3 separate regions of the Mus musculus genome follow, and regions 2 and 3 are each linked to region 1. A link is a contact called in public Hi-C and Micro-C data. All regions are on one chromosome and are shown on one strand. Each heading gives the region's core, a stretch centred on a gene start, on an enhancer-like site or on the middle of the called end of the contact. The rest is flanking DNA. Distances are from core to core; before and after follow the strand shown. Region 1 holds the start of Dlk1 (delta like non-canonical Notch ligand 1). Region 2 overlaps Gm34081 (a long non-coding RNA gene). Region 3 has its middle 35 kb from the start of Dlk1.

Region 1 (3,312 bases), core at 362-2,861:
ACAGTTTCCTCCATTACCTGCAGACATTGTCAGCCTCGCAGAATCCATACTGGGGGTCACAGGGTGGGTCGCATTCAGCCCCTGAGGAAGAGAAAAAAGGTACACAATTCACCCCACAAGGCCTAAAGGACACTACAGAGTCCATTTTCTCTCAAATGGCCTGGGGACCCTAAACAGGGAGTCCAAAGACCCTCTTGGGTCCTACCAACCTGGCACACAGTAGGCATTTCTCATCTGTGAATACCTACCCAGAAAAACAATTGTGCCTGCCCCTAGCCATGGGCTAAGCACAGCACACCCCTGATTCTCCAAGTGCAAAGCAGACACCTTTCTCCCCAAAGAAAATAAGAGCCCCTAGGCCCCTAAAAGTAGGAATGAGGGACAATGAAGAGGTAGCCTTTGACCCCTGGTCATTCTGTCTAGCCTCCCATTTGCAAAGTGAGCTAAAGGGAAGATTTCGAGGTCTCTGGGAAAGCCCAGACAAGCCCACCTGCCTAGCCCACAGGTGAAAGGCTAGATTTTACCCCAAGATTAACCCTAGTTAAACCAGGCAACCAAATCCTACCTCCCACGTTTCTCCTACCCCACACTGGTCACATTAAAAGAACTGCGCAATAGCTCTGCAGGGCCTCTGAGATTCCGACGCTCTTAAGGGAGTCTGACACTTTAATAGACACCTACTGTATGCATTTACTCAACCAGTTTTCGGCCTTCCCAGACAGCCTCCGACCCCCCACTCACAACTATTGGCGCATTGAGGGCTGGGGTCGCTGCGGGAAGGGGCCAACTCTCTCCTACCAAAGACAGATGGCCTCTGCAGACAGAAGTGTCGCAGCCCCTCACCTAGAGAAACACGCCACGCAAGAGGGGCTCCAGCTGTGCTCCTGTTGGAAATTAGGGACTACGACTGCAAAGTCACCCCCCCAAAGCCCCCAAGACCTATTCCTAAGCACATAAGCCGTGACAGACACCCCCAAAGTTGCACCTTAGAACGTTTTTTTTCCTTAAATAGGATACCTCCCAACGCAGTCTCTTTTTTTTTTTTTTCATACCTCCTCAATCCGAGCAACGACACCCCTCTTGAACGCCACTTCTGCCGGGCTAGAAGGGGCTGGGACCCTCCACCTCCCACAAACCCTGGGACCCCGGGATTGGGCTCAACAAGCAAGAGTGGTGCAGGGCGGATGAGGCGGGCACAGTGCAGGGCTTAGGGTTAGGCGGGACGGGCGGGACTTGGGGCGCATGGGACAGGGAGAATGGGGTGGTCGGTGGGGTGGTCGGCGGGGCATCGCAGGCTTCCCCAGAGGGGGCGCAAGCCAAACCGCCAGGGGGGGCTCACCATAGGTGCTGTGGCCGAAAGCCAGCAGGAGCAAGAGGACGCGCAGGAGGGCTCCGGTCGCGATCATCTCGGGGCGGCCTGGGTCGCGGTCCGGGGAGCGGAGGCGGTGCAGGGGCTGCTCCGGGGGCTGCGCTGGGCTTCTGGTTGCGGACCACGAAGGGGGCACGGGCGTCCAGCGGGAAGAAAGCCAGGGTTGCACCGGGGCGCACGCTGCTAAGTGCGGCTGCCGAGGAGCTGCCGCTGCGGCCCGCGCGCCGCCTTTTCGTACTGTCGTCCCCCCCCCCGCGGCCCCCGCCCACGCCCACGCCTCGCGCGCACGGGGCAGGCGCCGGCCAGTCCCGGTGACCCACCCCCTGGCGGGGCCGCCCCCCAGCGCCGCGGCGCCCGGAAGCGGCTCGAGCACGCGGCCGCACTCTTTGGCTAGACGGGTACCTGCGCACGATGGGCACGCGGTCCGCACACAGGACAGCACGCGGCTGGAGGCGGAGGCGGCGGCGCTCACACAGGCCCGCTTAGCGCAAGTCTCAGGAACCAAGCCAGGCGGGCGAAAGCCCTTGCACGCACTCAGAATACAAAAACGCTCACAGACACAGTAAGACACTTAGGGCTGGAGTCCCGCGCACACATGGCGCGGGTCAGAAGCCCAGGAGGACCCAAACGCACACCACGAAGATGTGGAAGATGCACATGATCACAGATGCACACACGAAAACCACCACGAAAAGCCGAAGCCCTCCGACGAGCCTTGCCATTGTGGAGTTTGGGGAAGGTGCAGATGCACTTGCCCCACGGACCCCCAACCCAAACACACCTTTCGGCACAGGCAAACCTTACTGCCTGTCCCTGGGGCACAGGTCACAGACCAGGGCAGCAGGAACACTGATCTGCTCCAAGCAGGGGAAGCGCCAGCTATGAAAAGACTGAGAGTCCTCCTGCCTATGCTGCCCCTCCACGCAGCCCGCCTGTAAACACAGGAGACCACTGGTAAACACCGACGACATCATGCGTCACCCCCCCCCCCCACCCCCTCCTCTCGCAGGTACCACAGTCACAGTCTGGGCCTTATCATTCTGAAACATAAAAGCACTGATTCTTTCCAACATGTACACACCTCGCAGCAACACGTATGCCCAGACCCCAAATCTGTCTCAGATTTGTGGAATCACCCAACAAACACACAAATTACACCAAAGCACACATAATCCAAATCCATCTTTGTTCACCGTGACACATGTCGACAGTTCACCAATATGTTCACCGTCAAATGCAGACAGACAGACAGACAGACAGACAGGCACACACACACACACACACACACACACACACACCCTCACTTAGTGGCTTTCAACCAGGGATGGCTTAGAGGATGGGATGGGAGTGTGTGTGTGTGTGTGTGTGTGTGTGTGTGTGTGTGGGTATTGATTCTGCCAGTGTCCCTGGGGCAATTCCTTTTTCCTGCAAGACCCCCCAGCAAGGGCTCAGTGCCTTTTACTCAGCTGAGACGCCCCCCATGCCCCATTCTGAGGCTCCAAAGGAGGAGGAGCTGAGTGAAGTGATACATTTATTGGGCCAGGGAGGTGGCTCACTGGGTAAAGGTGCTTGCAGCCAAACTTGAGTTTGATCCTTGACTCCTGCAGTTGCTCTTTGATCCCCACAGAACCCCCTTAAATAAAATGTAAATAAAGTCATTGACATAGCTCCTTTGGTAAATGGGCAAAGGTACTTGCCACCAAGCTGACAGCTTGAATTTAATCTCCAGACCCCCACACGGTAGAAGAAGAGACTAAGCTGTTGTCTTGTCTGACCACTACATGACTCTCTCTCTCTCTCTCTCTCTCTCTCTCTCACACATCTCTGTCTCTCTATATGAAAAAAGAAAACATGTAGAAAAATAAAAATCAAATAAATGTTTTAAAAATAAAATATAAATAAATAAATAAATGTTTTTTTTTTTTTAATGTGGAGGTTGAATA
Region 2 (3,312 bases), core at 403-2,902, 51 kb before region 1:
CACAAGTCCAGACTGGCAGGTGCCAAGCTTGGGGTAAAGGTTCCAAGACGCCAGACTGAGGCACCCTCTTCGCTTTGAGCCTTCTAGAGTCCCTCTCAAGGCCGGTGTGCCAGAAGAAGGGATATTCAGATTCAAAGTAGCTTCTTGACCTTCATTGTTGGTATTGTGAGGGTGGGCACCTTTCTTGAGACCCCGGAGCAGGGAAGACAGGCAGCCATTGGCCCGATCTCCATAGGAGACCGTGTAAAGCTCTCTCGGACAGAGTGAAACCCAGAGAGCCCTCTTGAGTCAGCCATCCTAGCTCTAGGCTGGCAGGGCTTCCCCACGAGGTCACGTCTAATTGTCCTTGTGGCCTAGCTGATTAGCACAGTTACCACCAGCTCAGGAAGGAGGTGGACTTTCCGAGCGCCAGGAATTAAGCTGAGACTTTGCAAGTTCATGCTTTTGCCTGCCCCAGTGAGCAACATGGATACCCGTGGGCAGCTCTGGGCCTCATCCAAGCCCGGCTCAAATGCTCTCATTTGTTGACTAACGTGGCCTCATTTAAAGACCGGTGTCCCCCTCAACCTAGTTCCTCATCGAGACCCCAGAACCCAATTTCCCCCAGAAGCAGGCCCAGAGGGAGACGTGCCCAGCAGGGCAGGCTGCGCCCTGCGTGGGGGGGGGGGGGGGAAACGGGACGGACAGACACCAAACCCATGGCTTTCTAAGAAAGGCTGTTGGCCAGCGCCTGAGGCAACGGCGTGCCCACATGGCCTGGCCACAACCGAGTCTGCCTGGGTGGATTCTCCAGGAATCACTATGTCCAGAGGATGTGGTCAGAGATGGTAGAAAAGGAAAAGGCTGCCCTCCAGGCATTCTCTGAGTGAGGGCTGCACATGGCACATCCAGGAAGCCCCGGGGACAGCCACAGAGCTTGGAGAAAGGCGGGGCCAATTTAAAAAGATCAAAAACAAACAAACAAAAACAACCTTTTAATCCTAAAACCTGTTCAGCGTTTGCTATGATAGAGAGATACTAGCAACTGCCCCATACCTATTGTAGGAACTGTGGCCTTCAGGGCACAATCTTGAGGCTAAATTTTAATCCCTGCTGAGTGTGGACCAGCCAGCCCCTCATACCCTGGGCACACACACCCAACATTTCTTTCCACCATGGATGTATTTTGGGGAACCTTTGCTTATGCCCTTGGAAAGCCCTCTGTTAAGATGAAGACCCCCCCCCCAACTATACACATGCGCATAAGACTCTGGAAAGTCCCTCTGTGTCTTTTGAGGTAGTCCTGGAACAGGTGACTTGAAGGTGCCCAAGAGCTACTTTAGGCACCAGGAGACAGACACATGCCACCTGACACTGTCAGAGCCCCAGCTCCCCTTTGATGAATGTGCTGAGCGCTCAAATAAGCTTCAAAGTGAGGGATATGTGAGGTTCCAAATCCAGGCTTCTGTGGCTATTAGATTTCATGATTTCTTCTGCAGCCTTGGTTACGGGTTAGCACGAATCTTCTCACCCCTTAATTATAGTCCTAGCATTCGAAAAACACACCAACACCTCTCCCTCCCTTGGCGCCATCTCTTCATTCCTCCGAACTCCCAAAAGCCATGCGGGCCAGAGTTAATCCCCTGTGCTGTTTATGACTATCACTGTCCCCAGGATCCCCAGCTGACCACATACTTCCTGGCCCTTGCCACCACCTGCCTTACAAGGCAGGACTGCCCACCAGAGATGCTACTTTAGGAAGATTCAAGGGGACACAAATGCCAGGATCTTTTTTTTTAATGTGCTGAGCCAAGCCATTCCAAGGGCCTGGAAAACAGGCAGTGTTCTGCACCCCCAAGTCACACTCGGACAATTGCTGTCTTCCCCAGGGGTGGGAGGCGGAGGGAGAGCCCACAGCTGCTTCTGCCGCATGCCAATAGAGCAAAAATGAAACATTTAGAAAATTTCCTCTCTTGACTGAAAATCCGATTTAGGTCTGATGCCTGTCAACCAAATGAATTAAAATGGACAAATAATAGCTGCAACTCTGTCTCTGTATAGAGAGGAAGGCAGACCCTTCATGATGGAGACGGACAAGGCTTATTCCCTGACTGTGTGCATCTCCTGGAAATAACTGCAGGAAAGCCAGAGGGAGCCTGTGTCTCTGTGAGTGACCACCAAGCTGTGGAGGCAAGGAAACATGAGGGGGACAAGGAAAAGCCCACGGTCGCAGAAAGGACAGCTGGATCTAAGGGATATGAGCTGAAAACAGAAGGGGAAGGAAGGGTGGTGTCGCAGAGCTGCTTCGCTCTGGGCTGCAGGGACACAGGAGGAACAAGGCAGGTCTACGTGACCCTTGTCTGTCTAGGGCTACCTCTTACCTGTGCTTCACATGGCCAAGAGGAGGAAAATGGACATACTGGCATGTTTAACAGGAAATTGAGAAAGACACCAGATCATACAGAGTTGAGAAAACACCAGCCACTTAGCTTGGAATAAAGACCCGCAAGTAGGAAGGTGGGGTACAAAAGAAGATTGGGGTGAACCCAGGAGTAGCCCCATCTCCAGTAGACCTAACCCACATATGTTTCCGCCATACGGTCCCCCAGACCACAGATGGAGTACTCCAGGCTTCCCATCCCTGCCTGCTGGCTCTGTTCCTCCATAGGAGAGTGAACACTGAAAGACAGCAATGGCTGTCTCTTCCACAGCCTTCCCTGCTGAACCCTCAGGATAGATGAAATTCCGAAGGGAAAGTTAAGGGGTCCCATCGAGCATGCCTGCTCAAGGACCCTAGTGTGCTCTGACTTTCCTCCTAACCCATGCAGGAACGGGCCATTCTGTAGCCCCCAGGGGGCCTCCACCAGCTCCTCTTCATGTACCACACTGCCTACAGAAAGGCCCCGTACAAGGGCCGATGAGAAGCAACCTGAGGGAGCTGTAAATGTGGAAGAAGCCTGTGGAAGCCTCAAGGAAATAGTGGCCTGGGGGCACATCAAAGCCAGGGAGGGTACTGAAACTCCTCTGCCTCTGAACAACTCTCCAACATGAAACATTTCAACGTTTTCACAGAGGACTTGGGGTAGAAGTTTTGCTTCCTTATACCCTTTCTCTGCTAAGGGAAGTCTACACAGGCCTGGTTCTGGGGACCCTTGAAAGCCAGGTCCAGCACCCCCTACCCCCCTATCTCCATTTTGCTGACTATTTAGGGACTTTCCTAGTTGCTATGAGTCTAGCCTGTCTTGGATATAGCCAGCTCTACAGACTGCTGAACAGCTGTGCCTACCCCTCTCCGCCCCCCCCACCCCCCCAGTCCTTCCCTCCATTCCTGTC
Region 3 (3,312 bases), core at 370-2,869, 35 kb after region 1:
ATGGTGATGATAATGTGTACAGAGACCCATTTAGGGACACACTATTAGCAAGGAGAGCTCACTGGGTGAACTGTCTCCCATGCTATCATAAGGACCTGAATTCAGATTCCCAACACCCATGTAAAACTCAGACATTGTGACGCATGAATGTCACCCCAGCACTGGAGTGGTGGAGACTGAGACATCTTCTGAGGTAGTGGCCAGCCAGCCTGGTGGAATCCATGAGCTCCGGATTCTGTGTGAAGCCGTGTCTTATTTTGAGTAAAGACAGCGATCGAGGAAGATACCCAGCGGCGCCAACCTCTGGGTTCCACACATGCAGGCACCCTCGTAAACATGTGCAGAAAAAAAAAAAAAGCAATAAAAATAAACAAAACAGTAGCTGCTGTTATTAGGATTCCCACGTTCTGGGGTAAACTGAGGCACAGTCACCTTGGTTTGCCAACGATTTGCAGTGGGTGAAAGACACTGGCCTCCATAGCCTATGAACTTACGTCTGAAGAGTCTCAGCTTCCCTACCCCACCTTCTCATTCTGTGGCCAAGAGTAGAGGGAAACTGTCACCTTAGGGCCTGGAGGCACCTTTCACTTGAGTGAGCTACCCAAGACGCCATGAAAATGAATAAATCTTTATTTAAAAGCCATCAGTGCATGCTTGTCATTCCGGGGCCCAGGAGATGATGCTCAGCAGCCACATAGCTTAGTCTTAATGAGACATCTTCAGGCTGAGTAAGAGATCCCTATCTTACACCTCAAAGTGGACAGGCAGCACCTCACAGACACTGAGACGGTATTTACACAGACAGTGAGAAATGTCACTGAGCTCCACCTCCGACCTTCACATAAGACGCACACCCAGGCACTCAAACACACGTGAACATTCATGGGCACGCGTGCACACAGCATTACCGGCTCAAGCCTGAAAGACCTTGTTCCACACCTCTCTTTAATGTGGGGTGTGGTGAGCTAGACTGGGAAAGCTGATGGTGGTGGCAGCAAACACCCTGAATTCCAGTCTCCATTCTACCTACCCTTAGCAGCTGTGTGGCCTTGTGTGCATTACCTCCACTCTCTGTGCCTCTGGATCACCCCCTCTGTAGCTTGAGAGCTAGCCCTGCCCTTTACACAGTGAGTCCTGGGCCTAGAAGGAACAATGCCTGCAGCTTACCACACTTAGAGAAGACTTCATGCCTATCCTGGCTCACAGACCTGTCTCCCAGGCCTGTGTCATGTGCCACTGAGTGTCGCTTGTGGGAACATCCTTTGGGGACTGTCTTGCTTGTCTTGTTGTCCCCATTGCTCTATGAATTTGATTTAATAGGGTCCAGCAGCCCCCCCCCCCCAGTCCAAGTTTGGCCACGGTTTCCCCAGGGATACATGACAGAGGGACAATCCAAAGATGTGACACAAGCAGGGGCTGAGCAGCTCCCTAGCAAGAGGAAAATTCTAGAACGCGAGTCAGGGCTCCATCCCTTGGTTTTTAAGATTCCCTGAGCTTCCCACTTGCAGTAGAAACAGCTTACTTTCAGATTAGTCAGCCAGTGTGAGTCAGTCAGGGCCTCACCAGCCCTGCCTGTGGAATATTGATGCAGTCTGCTCTGCCAAGGGGGCGGAGGGGCCTCCTGGGGGCCCAGGGCCCCTGCCTGCAGCCATTCCATCCGTTTCAAGGTTTGCTCAGTGCCTCACCACGCACACAGGCAGCCCCTTCCTTGTTTCTCTGGCCCAACATCACCGCCCCCCCTCCAGAGACAGGGTGATTAATCCCCCCATACCGGAGGAGCAGGGGCCAAGCAGCCACATAAGTCATGCCCACGCTGACAGCAGGCAAGGTAGACGCCCAGAGCTTTGGCCTTGGTGCACGTTGGGGAGGGAGGCCCCATTGGCCTTCTGCTCTGAAGGGGGAGAGGGGCCTGGAAAGCAGATTGCACACAGAGCAGTGTTGTCTCCAAGAGGAGAGGGGAGAGCAGCCCACACCCTTTGAGGCGCCATAGTCCCCTCCTTCCTGGATTCACGTGCTCTCATTCCTTCATGTGCTCACAGCCCTTTGCTGATCGCCCCCCTCCCTGGGGCTCCCAGTGGAGCCCTGCCTAGACCTAGACTGGCCGTGGGGTCTTGTGGAGAGAGACAGCTCCCACATGAGGGACACCCAGGGAAAACAGGCCACGTGGGCCTAGTAAGGTGAGGCCGCCTGGCCGTGGAGGGGCGTGCAGGCAGAACTGTAGGGAGGAGAAGCCTCAGCTTGAAGCCCAGGGTTGGATCCCGAGGAAGTGGCATTCCTGGCTCATTGTCACTGTGGCATGGGGACCAGAGCGAGAGGGGCCTGTGAGACAGAGGACATGGCCTTAGCAGGGATGAGACAGAGGACAAAGGCAATAATGTATGAACCAGAGGGGGAGGTCAACCCCGTCTCTCCAGATGTCCCCAAGGCTGCATGTGGAGCCAGGATGGGGTTTCTGGGGAGGGCTGGGGGGTATTCAGGAAAGCTGCTGTAAGGTCACAGGAGGGCCAGTGGAAAATGTCTTCACCTGTCTGGAGCCTGTCCCCAGGGTGGGGAGAAGGACAAGAGGGAGAGTCAGCTCTTCATTCCTTCTAGCTGACAAGGAGCTTAGACTTGTCTGCAGTTGACAGATTCCAGGATTCTCTACCTGTCCCTTACCCTCCTCACTGTAACTCCAACACACCCAGCTCTGACATTTCTTGGCCTCCCTCCATTCTCTAGGGGGTCACCTAAGTCCTCTGAGATCATGTTTAGAATGTTGCAGAAACCCGGGGCCGGATTGGATTGCCTGGCTCTCCTCCCATTGTTTTGTAGGCCTCTCCTGAATTGCTGGAGATGTGGGGAAAGCGAAGACGCAGGATATTCCTGCCTGGTGCCCCCTGTCCATCCCTGAGCTACATACACAAAGAAAATCGGCTCTCCCTTGAGGTTAATCCATTCTCCTTTCCAAGGGTCAGGTCCAGGAAGGTGGCCTTTACAGCAGCTTGGGTCATGTTTTCCCCCCAAGGTCTCAGGATGATGATAGCCCACCCAAGACATGGAGGTCATGGTCAGACAGGAACAATAGTCAGTCAGGACCCCAGGACCAGGAGAAGATGGCTGCCACCTGGAGGCTGTCTGGATTTAGCAAGAAGAACCCAGCATGTCCCCACTTCTGGTTAAGAAGTTTTAGAGTTTGGAGGGGTTGCAGTGGGATCAGTGGTACCACCAGCATGGAGGGAGTAAGTTGGGAGGCCCAGGACTCCAAGTAGCGCTAGGACAGCCCCTCCTTATGCTCACAGCTCCTCCTTCACTTGCCATGAGCCCTGACTCTGA

What was found. Hi-C and Micro-C count contacts between places; a contact is called where the count stands out from the background.
Region 2: a Hi-C map of muscle stem cells shows a contact between it and region 1, with 1.6 times the contacts expected there. The contact joins the enhancer-like site here to the promoter of Dlk1 in region 1. A contact is called at or near these places in 8 of 39 promoter capture datasets (the 3T3-L1 cell line, Sertoli cells, cranial neural crest and 5 more), 17 of 484 Hi-C or Micro-C datasets (the G1E-ER4 cell line, the HPC-7 cell line, LSK cells and 12 more), 9 of 115 datasets of contacts at active chromatin or transcription factors (craniofacial prominence, embryonic forebrain, embryonic hindbrain and 5 more) and 3 of 9 other capture datasets (adipose tissue, liver and pancreatic islet).
Region 3: a contact with region 1 is called in a Micro-C map of palatal mesenchyme, with 1.5 times the contacts expected there. The contact joins the enhancer-like site here to the promoter of Dlk1 in region 1. A contact is called at or near these places in 1 of 15 datasets of contacts at CTCF or cohesin (the NIH/3T3 cell line), 7 of 484 Hi-C or Micro-C datasets (the 3T3-L1 cell line, differentiating embryonic stem cells, embryonic fibroblasts and 3 more), 3 of 115 datasets of contacts at active chromatin or transcription factors (embryonic forebrain, large pre-B cells and pancreatic cancer cells) and 2 of 9 other capture datasets (adipose tissue and pancreatic islet).

What each region holds. Positions count from the first base shown.
Region 1 is chr12:109,451,754-109,455,065 of GRCm38.p6, reverse strand. It overlaps Dlk1 (delta like non-canonical Notch ligand 1), which reads right to left and starts at 1,611. Exons shown (of 5, transcript NM_010052.5): 1 at 1,340-1,611; 2 at 18-81. The coding sequence starts at 1,406.
Region 2 is chr12:109,502,916-109,506,227 of GRCm38.p6, reverse strand. All of the region lies in intron 7 of Gm34081 (a long non-coding RNA gene), which reads left to right. Among named protein-coding and RNA genes, the nearest start is that of Gm34017, 5.0 kb to the left of the region's middle. Within about 2 kb of position 1,652, at least 4 of the 459 cell types and tissues checked have an H3K27ac peak or open chromatin away from gene starts, as enhancers often do. A contact at or near this core is called in muscle stem cells, where this site is marked.
Region 3 is chr12:109,416,303-109,419,614 of GRCm38.p6, reverse strand. No RefSeq gene overlaps it. Among named protein-coding and RNA genes, the nearest start is that of Dlk1, 35 kb to the left of the region's middle. Within about 2 kb of position 1,619, at least 98 of the 459 cell types and tissues checked have an H3K27ac peak or open chromatin away from gene starts, as enhancers often do. A contact at or near this core is called in the NIH/3T3 cell line, embryonic fibroblasts, palatal mesenchyme and 1 more, where this site is marked.